Linked DNA regions of Gossypium raimondii: region 1 is linked to region 2. The links are chromatin contacts, called in public Hi-C maps. All regions are on one chromosome and are shown on one strand. The core of a region is the stretch at or near the end of the contact, and the rest is flanking DNA. Distances in the headings are between cores, read along the strand shown. Region 1 holds the start of LOC105763381 (SUMO-conjugating enzyme SCE1-like). Region 2 holds the start of LOC105763380 (ethylene-responsive transcription factor RAP2-10).

Evidence for each region. Hi-C and Micro-C count contacts between places; a contact is called where the count stands out from the background.
Region 1: a contact with region 2 is called in a Hi-C map of leaf, with 2.8 times the contacts expected there. The contact joins the promoter of LOC105763381 here to the promoter of LOC105763380 in region 2. A contact is called at or near these places in 2 of 2 Hi-C or Micro-C datasets (both in leaf).

What each region holds. Positions count from the first base shown.
Region 1 is chr12:15,032,419-15,039,767 of ASM2569854v1, forward strand. LOC105763381 (SUMO-conjugating enzyme SCE1-like) reads right to left here and starts at 1,598. Exons shown (of 4, transcript XR_008192014.1): 1 at 1,456-1,598; 2 at 1,324-1,356. It overlaps LOC105763382 (protein IRX15-LIKE), which reads left to right and starts at 3,765. Exons shown (of 1, transcript XM_012581618.2): 1 at 3,765-5,108. The coding sequence starts at 3,928. The coding sequence ends at 4,878.
Region 2 is chr12:14,866,337-14,873,685 of ASM2569854v1, forward strand. LOC105763380 (ethylene-responsive transcription factor RAP2-10) reads right to left here and starts at 3,742. Exons shown (of 3, transcript XM_012581617.2): 1 at 2,655-3,742; 2 at 2,263-2,411; 3 at 385-878. The coding sequence starts at 3,344. The coding sequence ends at 2,820.

The sequences.
Region 1 (7,349 bases), core at 348-2,847, 160 kb after region 2:
CTTTCAATCTGCAACATATAAATAGCCAGATAACCTCAGGATTTATAATCCTATAAGTAGCCATGCTACTTATTGAAATTGCAAATGCCTTAAGAACCAGGCAGTGAGCAACTCAATTCGAAAAGCTTTCTCCTAGTCATATCTAGAGGTACATGAACAATTTTTAGTTATCAACAGTGGTGAAAATTTTCCAGAAAATAGTCCTCGCCAATAATGTATATAAGTCTCCATTAACATGGAACAAGAAGATGAATGAGGCCTAAGTTCAAAGACCACACCAAAGTTGATTACTATATAATTAACAAATGACAAGAACTTTAAACAATATTGGTGAACCGCTAATAAGAACAACCAAAAATGTAGACAAAATAGACTTCCATGAGTTATGACAGGTTATTAATGAGAAATTTGTGTGTTCATAAGCTCTGCAACTAAGATAGAAGATCTAAAGCTTCAACAACCACTAAACTCCCAAAACAAATCAGGAAACAACATTTTAAGATAGCAATAATGCCCAAACTGCTTTAGACATAGGGGAAGAAGCAAAGGAAGTGAAAATGAATGCAATTAATACTCAACTCACAGAAGCAGGTCTTTTGGCTAGCAGCTATACAATACCAAACAACTAATCTATAAACCATTAAAATAATGTTAACAACATCACGTTGTGATAATACATATAATAGCAATTAATAGGTAGTCTCGACTCCACAGTTCATAGGTCTCTGTTTTCAAGACTATTGATCAAATTATGTAAAGGTCACCATCATAAAATATCTACAACTATTTAACCTATCAACCTGACATAAAAGATTGTTTAGATACAAAAAAAAAAACACTTATAAAAGCCTCAAATCTATTTTTATTTCCTCTTTTATGTACAAAAAAGAATATATCAACTTCCAGTTTTTGTACATGCAGTTCGATATCTACTATTCTTCCCATCAATCATCATTTTCCTAAAACTTTCTAAAAAAAGTACGACAAATAATGCATCTATAGCACAACCTTCAAATAATCACGGTGAAAATAAACCCATCACTAAAATTTTTAGAACCATCAATATCTTTGCAGTCTATGTTTTACAAGCTTAAATCGCATAAGATTAGGTTTCAATTAGATCAATTCATCTCCATCTCTAATATTATCTCAAAATGACTGCCTAATTTAACCAAAATGAAACAATCTAAAACAAAATCATAAATTTAAAAGAACAACACAGTGTCCAATTGCCAACAAGTGAAAATAATAGACAAACCCGCCCGATTTATTGAACCAATAATAGAAAAAAATTAGAGGAACTAAATAGAAAATTTAACTTACCAGGAATAATGACTCAGGTTTCGCAACAAATTCCTGAAATTTCAAAAGAAAAAGGAAATAAAAGAACATCAAAGAAAATAAAAATAATAAAAATTTTTAAACCAAAAAGGAAAAAGAAAGAAGAGAACGGACATGAGGATGGTTTTTCCTCTATGCTTTTCATTCCTTGGCAAGTCGACCACGCGCTATTCCTCCCGACGTATCTTCTCTTACTTCCTCCTACACCTGATCATTGATAATTGATAATTGGTTGGTACACTCAACCCGGCCCAAAAACACTAGGAGAGTTTTGATAAAAATATAAGTTAAAAAAATATATTTTAGCAAACAAATAAGACCCACTTTAAAAATAGGTCAGATTTCGAGTAAGTTTTTTCTTTGAGTTCGACTTGATTTGAATTTGTAAAAAAAATATTGTTGTTTTCTATTATTTTGTTGCCATTTTATTATTATATTGTTATTATTTTATTGTTATTATTTGGATATTATATAACTTGTTAAGTTGTACTTATAATAGTATTATTTAAGTATAAAGATTTTTTTAATTTATTTTTAATTTGTTGGGAAACATTTATTTTAATATTTTTAGTGTATTTGATGTATTATATATTTTAAATTTATTTTTATATAAAAAATAATATAAAATAATTAATACGGGCAGGCCGGGTTGAGCTCGGGTTTTATCTTTTTTATTCGGGATGGGCTTATCAAACAAGCCTAAAATTTTGTTATAGCCCAACCCAACCCATGTTCACCTCTACTCCTTCCCTCATTCTCTTTCTTAAATAATTAATTTTTTATAATAATGAATAATAGCTTAGAGGTGCTCCTGGGCTCAGTCAGGTTTGAGTCAGACTCATATAAGGTATATAAATCAATTTTTTAAGTTCGGGTGGCCTAAAAAATAGGCTTATTTTTTTCAAGCCCAATCTGATTTGAAAACATGCATGGATGGGATGAAATTTATTAAATTTCATTCATCGAATGTGTGAATTTTCAAGTTTGGAAAATCAATCAACTTGCGATGACTTTTTGGGTAAGATCCAGATATATTTGGGTTGAGATGTCTTATAGGGTTCAAAGATCTATTTCTTAGTTTTGAAATACACTTTGAATCACTTGATTTCGAGTTTAGGAGCTCAAGTTATGACCGTTTTAGTGAAGACTGCACAAGTAGAATCTCTAGACGAGATTATTACGGAAATTACAAGTTTCGGGCTTTTAATTCGAGTTTAAATCTTATTAGGTTCGATCTTTAGGCTTATGTTTTTATTTTATATGAGTGCAGTATAGTATTTATTAGGTATTATTATTTTATTGTTTATTTATTCCGAATTTTGAAGAATTTTTAAGTATTTTGAGAGTTTTATGTTTTTAGTTCAAAACTAATTGTTTAGATTAATTAGATATCTTTTATGATTTTAAAAATAATTAGCATTATTATATTATAAACTTTTCATCTAGTCAAAACTAAAATAATAAAAAATATTAGATGCAGTGGTAAGACAGATTATAAGAGAAAATGAAGTTTAAACCTTAAAATAATATTATTGAAAAGATAGTTACGAATCTTGAATATAAATCATAAAACTAATATGAAAAATATTAAAAAAATTAAAAAATTAAAAATATAGAGCAAGGAATAAAGAAAATGCAGCATGATTTGCTTGTTAACGGCGGAACCAATCCAAAAAAACCCACATAATATTTTTTACAGTTATTATGCAAATATGAAATAATCCGGATGCACTGTAAATGGGAATCTTTGAGTAGGTGAATTGTCAGCTTCAATGGTAACTAATTAATTAAGAAATGGCATTATATTTAAAAAGGTTACGTGAGAACTAAACCTGAAATTGATCAAAGGCAAAACGACTTTTGGATTGTAATTAGTTATGGGGTCACTTACAATAATAGTTCCCCAATCCACCAACTCCCTTGCCTCCAACCACCCTGTTTTTCCCCTGCTTTTCATACCACATCATGTCTTGGAGCACCCCCTTTTCACCATAATAATCACTCACGTCAACTAACAATTTTAACATTTATGTTACAATATATTTTTATATAAAACTCGACTAAATAATTAATGAACTTATATATATATATATATATATAAATATCCGAGGTTAATGATAATGTGATTTATTGATAAAATATTGGATTTTCAATCTCAGTAATCAGGAATCAACCGATGGTAATATAAAAACATGCAAGCCCAAGAAAAGTTATAATAACAGACACTTGTTGAATGTATTATTATTATTATTATTAAGTTTCAACAACCGCACAATGTTTGCATAGAAAGAAAACCAACCAACTTTTTAAAAAATGAGAAAAAAAATACTTAATTTGTTTTCCATGTGGTTTAATTTGGATTCTAGAACATTATTAGGTTGTGTGTAATATCAGTTCATGTTGGCTAATCTCTTACATTGCTTCAACCTGATGTATATCCATCCTTAAATCAAACCCCATTTTTCTCTCAATCTTCTCATCAGAAGACCAAAATCTTCTGATTCATTTCAATAGAAGAGGGGGAAAAAGTGTTAAGAAGTAGAGCACTTGTTCTTTTTTTGTTTTTGACAGAGAATCCAGAATAAAATGAAGACCAGTAACAGCAATACTAAGCTAATTCTCCTCCATCCTTATATCCAAAAACAAGGAAGCTCAAACAGATTATGGCTTCTTGCTTTTGTCTCCTTCTTCACCATAGCTTTCCTTCTAACTCTTATATACACCAGAGAGTCGATTACTACTAAAACTACTGCCCCAAGCACAACAGTCACCGGCCCTGCAGGCTCCGCCATTGGTGGTCCGCCGTTGCCAACCACCGTGGTCAACACCCTCCTCCACTATTCTTCAAAATCCAACGATAGTTACCACATGACATACTCAGAGCTCAAGCCAATCTCCGATGTGCTGAGGAAATGTTCTTCCCCTTGCAACTTCCTTGTTTTCGGTCTAACACAAGAAACCCTTCTCTGGAAGTCCTTGAACCACAACGGACGCACAGTTTTCATCGACGAAAACCGGTATTACGCCGCTTATTACGAAGAGTTACATCCCGAAATCGATGCCTACGATGTACAATACACGACCAAGATTAGTGAAACCAGGGAGCTAATAGCATCGGCTAAAGAACAGATTCGGAACGAGTGCAGGCCGGTCCAAAACCTGTTGTTCTCAGAGTGCAAGCTTGGGATCAATGATTTGCCGAACCATGTTTACGAAGTGGATTGGGATTTAATATTGATTGATGGACCAAGAGGTGATGGACCCGACGGACCTGGAAGAATGCAACCCATCTTCACTTCGGGGGTGCTAGCGAGAAGCAAAAAAGGGGGCAATCCAAAGACTCACATATTCGTTCATGATTATTACAGAGATGTGGAGAAGATGTCTGGGGATGACTTTTTGTGCAAGGAAAACCTGGTGGAATACAATGACACGCTTGCACATTTCGTGATTGAAAGAATGGAGGAAAACAGCTTTCAGTACTGTCGCAACAACAATAATAATATTACATCCACAAAAGCTTCCTCATCTTCCTAGTTAAAACTACTTATCCAACTTCATAAAAAACATACAGTCCAAAGGGGTCAGTCAAGATATGGTACTGAAGAAAAAGAAAAAGGAGAATATGGATTATTTATCATGATTTCATTGGAATTTTGTGTTAGATCGATCGACCCTTTTTTGTTGAGGGGGTGTGTGTGTAAGAAATAACCCTTTTTCTTTACAATGAAAAGAAATTTAAGTTCCTTGAATCGGAAGTTTCAGCACTTCAAATTTGTCATTAAGTTCTTACCCGAACTCTCTTCTTCTCCCCTTTGTTTAATTTTGTGCTTTAATGGCAAAGAAACTGATGAAAACCATGGAGTGTTTGTTTTAGGTTTCTACATGGCTTGGAGTTGTAGAAGTTTCAAGTAAAAAAAAAAAAACACCAAAGTTTTTCATAAAAAGGTAAAATTACGAGAATACTGAATTTACTTATTAAATTGTGCGGATTTAATTCTCTATTTTTATTTACTCAATTATTTCTCTACTTTTAAATTTACAGTTTTTTAGCTTTTAATCTAACATTTTCCGTCAAACCCATTAGATTTAATTACGTGGCCTCTTCTAACTTTACACAATCTTTTTTTTTATGAAGAAAGAAGGTAATCCACTGCCTTTAAATTAAGTAGTTCTTACATGTGATTCACCAAATTTATCTTCTAATAAAAGTTTTCTAACAGAAAAGTTAGGGAACTCAAGAAGAGTGAGTTCAACATCAATATTTGAGCCTAATTGAGCTAGCCAATCTACCACCTTATTACCCTCCCTTGGAACAAACTAAAATTTAACTTCTTCTAATTGCCTCTTAGCTTCCATAATTTGTCGTGTAAGTGTCATCAAATTAGTACTCACAAAATTTCCCAATATCATCTCAATAGCATCCAAGCAGCCACTCTCAACAATAATCTTACTGTAGTTTTGTAGGCGAGCCACTTCAAGACCAATTAAAATAACCCGTAATTCTGACTTTAGAGCAGAGCCTCTGCCAATATATTTCCTGAAGCCTTCCAACCAATTCCCAGTAGAATCTCTCACCACACCACCAACCATCAGATAGTGTCCATTCATATTAAAAGACCCATCAACATTAACCTTAACCCATCCACTATTCAGCAGATGCCATTTCAACCTGACACCTTGGTTAACTCCTAATGAACCATAACCCATTAGTGATTTACAGATATTAGAGACAAACAATTCTTCCCTACATACAATCTCATCAGGCAAGTTTGAAACTTGTTGAAAAATAAATTTATTCCTATTCATCCACAATAGTCAACATAAGACAGCAAAGAGTCCCGCATGGGCATCATTTCCCCCAAAACTGCCATTCAAGTTGGTAATTACCCAATCCAAAATATCTAAATTAAAGAAGTGAGACAAGTAATTTGGGGGTATTACCTTTTCCCATACCTTAGCTACAACAGATCAATCACGCAGGTTATGAATGATTGTTTCTTGAATATCCCCACACATGGTGCAATCCTTTAAGGGAGACATATTCCTTCTATTCCTTTCAAATTTTGTTAAGAGTTTCTAGTGTATAACTACCCAGAGAAAATGATTGATTCTTGGTGGTAGATTAGTCTTCCAAATTCCACTCCAAATATTATCCCCTACCTGGTCATCCGTCTGTACTAAACTGTTGCATACCGCTTTGATGGAGAATTTCCAAATTCTATGACTTTGCCACAGACAAATGTCTCTCCCGACCATTTCACAAGGAGGAGGGCATACATATAGTCCAGGACATCTTTACCAACATACTACTGAAGTGATGACCAGTTTCACTGACCATCCGCTTTAACCATATCGGCTACCTTGATTTTTTTCTCTCTATTCGAGTTGGCTAACATGTGCTTTCGAATCGCTCCCAATTCAGGAACCCAAATATCGTCAAAAAAATCCACATCTTTCCCATCGCCTATGCTCCAAGAAATGTTTTACCTAAATTGTTCCCAAATATTTGATAAAGAGTGCCAAACATAAGAACAACAAGGCTGATAAATAGATTTGGGGCATCGATCCATTATCTTATATTTCTGTCGCAACAAGCGTACCTAAAAAGCATCCAGATTGGTCGTAAATTGAAAAGCTACCTTCATAAGAAAAGACCGATTTTAGGGGGGGTCATTTTCCTGAAACCAAGACCCCCATAGTTCATAGGTTGGCAACATGTGTCCCAATTAACTAAATGCACTTTCCTGGCATCTCTTGTGGTGCCCCAAACAAAGCTCCTAATAATTTGTTCAATCTTGTCACAAACACCTACAGGAATCATGGTCGATTGCATAAAGTAACTTGGGATGGCAAAAATACTGACTTGGCCAAAGTAATTCTATCAGCCATAGAAAGGAGTTTAGCGTCAAACCCATTAAGCCTCTTCTGCACCTTATCTATAATAAATTGGAACGTACTCTTAGTGACTCTCTTATGGAACAAAAGCATTCCAAAATAGATCGCCA
Region 2 (7,349 bases), core at 2,492-4,991:
TTAACGGATATTTTGAAAAATAAAGCCCAAAAAACTTTTTTTTTTTAAATTATTTTTAACGGGTTATCATTGGGAGCAGTATTGTCAGTGTGTCAGGGGACGGTAGCGGGCACCGTGGAGAATAAGTCATTTTCATAATAAGTTTTGACTTGAATAATTTTCGTAAATAATTAATTATTTTGGGTCAACTAGGCAAAAAAGCCCACAATTGTCCTTGGAACAAGTCAGAGGTTTAGCATTACTTCATGAATTTTAGTTGTTGGGATTGACTCGTATAAACATCGAACAATAACGAAAAAGAGAAAAAGAAAATTGGGTACACAAATATTTATGTGACAAACTCCTTCGAGAAGGATAAAAAACACAAGTAAAGGAGGCTTAAGCTTTTCACTAAATAAGTAAACAAACGAGAGTATTATATGGAGAAAATAATCCTAAATGTACTAAATGTACAATACCAAGCCCCAAAAACAAAACCCTAACTTGGAAACAAAATTCTCTCCACAGTTATCACAAAACTCTCACCAAAACACATATGCGATTATATCTTGTCGCCCTCAAGAAAAGCCCTTGTTGATTGGCTTGTCTAAATCAAGGTTACAAAAGCCCTTTATATAGACTCAGATTAGAGATATAATCAAACTAAAATAGTCTTGAAGTAATCAAATTCCAAATGGAAAAAGTCTTGCTTGGAGTCTAAAACGCGACTACATTAGGTGAGATATCGTCGTGACGTCATGACATCGCCCCTGCTCCTACCTCAAAAGATTATCGCCTTGTCCCGACGACCCTTGTCGTGATGTCGTCCTTACTTGTCATGTCATCGAACATCACATGTCTCCTCGTCGTGATGTCACACGTTTGTTTCTGTTAAATACCTGCAAAACATCCGATAAATGCGAGTCACACCTCACGTTATTAAAACAATTTACCTGCCATGCATTAGTTGGGGTATATACTAAACCACCCTAGGAATCCCTTGGCTGGTTCAGGCTGCTTAACTTTGTTGTTTCTATTTTAGCTTACTGCAATTGGTTCGAAAACTCATTTGTATTTATCGTTTACTTTTTCAGTATGTCCAACTCAATGGTCCTCAATTTTGCAGAGTTTCAACAAAGTACATAAGATACTCAATGAAACCAACGGACCGGTAGTTGGGGATTTAGTGACAGCAGCTCCATTAGTCGTACGTGAAACAACCAACTTTTGCACACTTCGGTTTGACACTAAAGCTTGACTGCTTCCCCTTTTATATGTCATTCTTTTGGTATGATAGGAAAGCATTAAGCTTCAAAGCTAAGATTTTCATCCAAATCCATATCGACCTACCACTAGAACTGGATTCAACGTGTCACTTAAATATTACATAGCGCTTTTCCTGTCATTTGAAGATCGGTATCATCACAAGAAGAGATGTTGTAAGAGCTGCCCTTAGATAAAGCTCGATAACTAAGGAAAAGCTTAACTCAAATGAAAAACAAATTGGAGAGAGAAGATGACACGTGCAGTACGTTTATTTTGTCCTGTGTTTTACCTTTTTCTCAAAATTTACTCCTGTATTTAGTATGGGATTTACATTATAGCCATACAACTCTTTCACCAGGGTCAACACGCAGTAATTAAGAAGAAATTCATGTCAATCCCTTAAATCCGCAGATTTGATAGACGGCTAATTGGCCAAATATCTACATCAAAAGAGGCCAATGGGCATTGAAGATTCTTAAGTTACTCTTAAACAAACAAGTTTCTTTCGGTGATTGGAAGAAAGTAGTTGTTAAGGAGGACGAAGAAGAAAACAAGTCAAAGCATAAAAATCGTATTGGTGTTTTTGGATTGTCAAGGAGGGGCGAGATTTGACAACTAATGTAATAGATTATTATGAAAAAAAACCTTCCGCAACAGCCAAGTTGGACCGACCAAAACATCATCATCCATTTCCAGGAGGACGGCAATCGTTCTTTTCTTTTTATTATTATTTTTATTCTAGCTTCACGTGTCCCACATCCAGAGTGGAGAACCAGAAAAATACCTACCTCAAAATCTTATCACTCTAGTAGTTATAGCATTAGTGGTTAGTATGGCCAATTTGCACCTAACTGCCCGAATGTGTAGGCCACTGCATTTTCCCTTTTTCATCTCTTCTTGTCCTTTCCTAATTATCTAATACTATCACAAAATATATATTTTTAAAAAGATAATATTATATAAAACAAATAATTAACCTATAAATTATTTTTAAAATAATTATATCTATTTCCTCACTTTATTTGCTTTTTTTTCCGGTGGGGAGTGATCTTTAGACTATATGTCGCTTCAACTTGCACATCTGGTCCCTCCACTCTCCCCGAAGAACAGGAGTGACACCAAAGTAATTACATATCTTTTTTACTGAATCACAGTGAAGAGGCTTCCTATACAAGCACAACCAAATTAATAATAAAAAAACCCTGTAAATGAAGTATAGAAATTAGAGGTTAGAGCCAAATATACAATTATCCTTTTTCTTTTTCTCCAGTGGTCAAATTTTTTACCACCGTCAAATCCCACCAATGAAAAGAAAAACTGCCTAAATAGAAAAACCAAAAAGATTTTTCATTACGACTAATAATTAATACAAAAGGTTTCATCATTTTTTCAGCGTAACCTAGACTTACCTCCACTACAGTGTGCATGATAGGAATTGCCCCCGGTGCATTTTAGCAACCACCCCCCTTGTCCCCTTCCTTTTTTCCCTCGGGGTTGCCGCCAAAAGAGACGGAACAAAAATTACATCATAAAAGTTGGAGGGTCATGATTCAATCAATTTTTTTTTTAACTTCCTATTTCCTTTCCCATTCACCATCTGAATCTTCCGGGTCGGGCATCTTGTTCAAGTCAACCCGATGTAAAAAACCGCCTGTACTTGGCTTCAACTCTTCGTCATAACCATGATTATAATTATGACCACGATGATTATGATGGTGGTGGTGGTGGTGGTGATGAGCTGCCTCAAGAGCATCAACTCTAGCACCAACTTCAATAGCTTTTTTCCTTATAGTAGCCGCTGACAAATCCCCACCGAGAGAGCCGCCACCGGCGCTGCCAACTCTCTCTCCCGCCAAAAGGTCAGGAAAGTTCAACCTCGCCGACGGTCCACGCAGGTAAAAAACCGCCGTGTCATAAGCTCGAGCCGCCGCAACAGGTGTTGAATAAGACCCTAACCAAATCCTCGACCGTTTATTGGGTTCCCTAATCTCAGCCACCCATTTCCCCCACTTCCTCATCCTTATCCCTTTGTAAGGCCTCTCCGCCGTGGACTTCCTCGAACTCTCCCTTGAAGCAACAACTCCTGTTCCATTCTCCATGCCTTGCAAATTATTGGAGAAATCCTATGTTCCTCAACTCTGGGTTGTGTAGTCGGGAGGCTTGGGTTTTTATTAGAACAGGGGAAGAAAGCTGGAACTATGAAGGGGGAGGAGAAGAATGGAGAGTTGGAGATGACATAGTTAGTTTGGTTGTGTCGTGTTTGAAATGTAATGTTTTTCCGACACAACAAAGTTATATGTTAGAACAAACAAAGAAAGGCAGAGAGAAAGAGAAGGAAGAAAAACTATAAAAGAGAAAATCCAAATTCACCGACACAAATCTATGTGTGGAGTAAGGGAATTTTGTTATAAATACAACATACACAATATTATTATTCTTAGTAATTGTTATAACTGGGGGAAAAAGGGAAACGGGGCGTGGACTTGGATGCTTTAAAGCTTGGCATGTTGGGGTTGTCTTTGGTATATAAATATGAATTTTATTGTCTTCCATTTTCTTTTATTATCTTTGATTTCAAACTTATGTTACACCTAATTTATTGTTTAAATATTAGTTTATGATTTTGTTTTCTTATTGCGATGCTTTCAAAATAGAATTTATTAATCTCATTTCTTTCATATTAAAATAGAGAGATGAAACCGGTGTCCTTAGGTGTTTGTTTAGCTAAGATTTCACACTACGGTATACTTTAATCATTAATTAAAGAATACATAAAAGAAACTTGATCACGCAAACAATTAAGTGATTAGGAAGGCGGTGATGGAGGGATTGGAGGAATTGTCGTTTTGTGGGCAAGTGAAGTGAATTTCAAAGGGTTTTAAAAAGGAAATTACTTTTTTCGTTTTCTCAACCTTTTTTAATTAATCAATAATTAAACTCAATTTCATGATAATGATTCTATCTTTGTTTGTTTTGCCATCTTTTTATTATAATAGTTTTGTTTTTAAAGGAGTGAGTAGGCGAGCAAGAGCTAAGAGATAGGGTAGGTCGGTGTTCGGTCGGTGGATAGATACCGTTAGGAATTGACTTTCTCTCCACGCAATAACCATATGGGTGGATGGGCTTTTTATAAACTTTTTTTTAGCACGTTTGTTAAAATTTATAGCTTTCATTGTTAATTGGAGTCTTTTAAAATTCAGAAACATAGAAATAAATAATTGACGGGTGGAACGCGGATGTCTTGAACATACTGAACTTGTAGTTGTAATCAGTGGGTTTTTAATTTCACATTTTAACTGTTTGAAGGTGTATTTATATTTGTATTGTCAACTAAAATGTTTAATATCGAATTTTCATTTATATCAGTTTTGGTTTTAATTTTTATGCAAGCCATAAGCATTTATTGTTGGTAAAGAAGTTAAAGAAATCTCTCTACCACGGGCTGAGTTAGAGCGAGCTGTGAAGAAGGTAGAGAATAAGGATCCATTACTTGTGAATAGTGATGACTTGGAAATGGAGGAGGCAATCTTTAAGGAGAAGTTTATGGCAAATGCACATGGAGACAATAAGACAGAAGGGGTTCTTGGATGATAATGAGAAAGCTCTACATGAAGATGATGTGCATATCTCAACGGATGACCCTTATCTAGATATTTGCTTTTCTAAAAGAGGTCATGGTCTAACTGATCAGAGTATGCACCAAATGCTTATTGTTCGTTTTCTTGGTTGAACAATTGGGTATCGGGCACTTGAGAACATAATTAAAAGCCTTTGGGAAGTTGTTGGTGAATTCAAAATTGTCAATCTGGATAATAATTATTTCCTTGTGAAGTTTGCCAACCAAAAGGTCTTGGTGGGAGGATCTTGGATGGTCTATGGACATTATCTTATTGTTCAGCCATGGAGCCACGAGTTTTCTACAAAAGTGTCACATCTATCGAAAATTGTTGCTTAGATTCATTTACCAAGACTCCCATATATGTACCATGGGCTTAATGAGGGCAATTGCTAAGGTTATTAGTAAGGTGGTTAAAATAGACTACAATATACAAATTTTGGTAATTGGGGGTGCTTTATGAGGATTGTTTTTGTGATCGACTTGAACAACCCTATTGTCTTCTTTATTGGGGTTGATAGGGTTTAAGAAATATATTGAATATGAGGAACTTCCAACAATTTGCCATAGGTGTCGGAGATTCGACCACTTTAAAGAGAATTACTCCTTGAGTGATAATGTTGGGTAAAGTATGTTAGGATATTGTGCCTTGAGTGTAGTTTATTCGTTATTTATGCTTGTAATTTTTTTAATAGATTGATTTAAATAAAATTCCATTATTCACATTAATCTTGTTTGTACATGTCCTCAACAATTTTTTCATGCAAAGCAAAATATAAGCAAATATTGACTCATTGATTACCTAGTGTTTAACTAATACTAAGTTGTATAATGGTTGGATTGTGATGTGAGAAGACAACTTGAATTAGTAGGTAATCTAAAAGGTCCATAGTCTTATGAATCGAAATTAAGCAAATCGATTAAAAGGCTATTATCTTGTCTATCAAGTCCAAATAGGGAGATACCTTGTCTTGGGTATTAGAGTGGTTTCCTCTTCTAAGATAGAGACAAAAATGTGATTGTTCGAATTGACAACACATCGGACAAAATCCAAGTTGAATTCATCCTAGATTCATTTATGGATTAATTTACTTCTGACATTCATAGTGTGGCTTACCTCAATCTTGAGTAAGCAATAGGTTATGTGTAACACCCTCAACTCAACCCGATTTACCGAGTCCGGATCTCGAGTGTTACTAGGCGGTGCAAAACATTTAGCAAAAAAAGTTTATTATTTCTTTTTTAAGATTGTTATTTGAGGTCCATAAGAAAATCTCAACATTTTTAAAAATTTGAAATGGAGTACATGGTAAACATTTTATTACAACTCATCTTATTCAAATCTCTACAAGTTAGGGAATTATTTAATATAGACTTAAATTTTTTTTTAAAGTTGCACCACCAGTCTTCTGTATGCATTATAGCCCAATTCGCCACCAGCTTGGCGTACTTTTGGTGTTGTCCCTCTAGGCAAATCTACTTCTCAACAAACATGAAAAAAAGTAATAACCTCGTAAGTACAGAAGTATTTAGTGAGTTCATTAACAGTACCTTGGCGGAGTCTTGTAATACTTTAGGACTTTCCATGGTTCAACTTCTACTCTTTGCAATTTGCTATGACTGATATCGTAAGGTCTTATTCTTCATGTACACGCCAATTATCACATCCCTGTTATACTTAATCTTTTGTACTTAATTAGCAGGAGGGCCCTTCTCGTTATTTCATGATTTTCTAGCTCCAATATACTTTTGTAAGAGAATACCCTTAGAAACCACTTCCATCAATCCATAACTCAACTCATGCTCTTCTTCCAATTAATTTCTTACTTTCATTGTCTTGGCCAAACACATACATATGTCGGATCCTTACATAGTTTTTCATACTATTGATTTTTACTCAAATATGCCCTGATTCATTTAAGTTCTTATACCTGTACTGGTAATTCACTACGAGCAACATCCAAGTGAACTCCATATCATGCTATAACATAATCTCATAATTCAAAACAACATTGACTTAGATTCAGAATAAATTTGAAAGATGTGATAACCTTTACTTTTGATACTTACAGATCATTATAAGAAACACCTTTCTTGACTTATAGATATACCTCTCATTTTCATGGAAATCCCTTAAGACTTTATTCAACTCTTATTCCAAAGCTTTTGTCAAAAAAAAAAAAAAACTCTTATTCCAAAGCATATAAATACCTTATATAGGTTATACATATTACAGAACTACTAGAACTTACTAATATCTTTCCATAGAGACAGACATTTAGATTCATAGCTTACTAGATATTCTTGACAGTTCATGCCACATAGACTTAGCAAAATACACCATACAAGCAATCAGAGAGAACACACCACTAAGGAGATCCACTTAAAGTTCACCACAAATTCTATTCTTTTATATTATGCCACAAAGGCATTCCTTTAATATTACGCCACAAAGGCTTTTCTTTCATTTTGCGCCACAAAGGCTTTT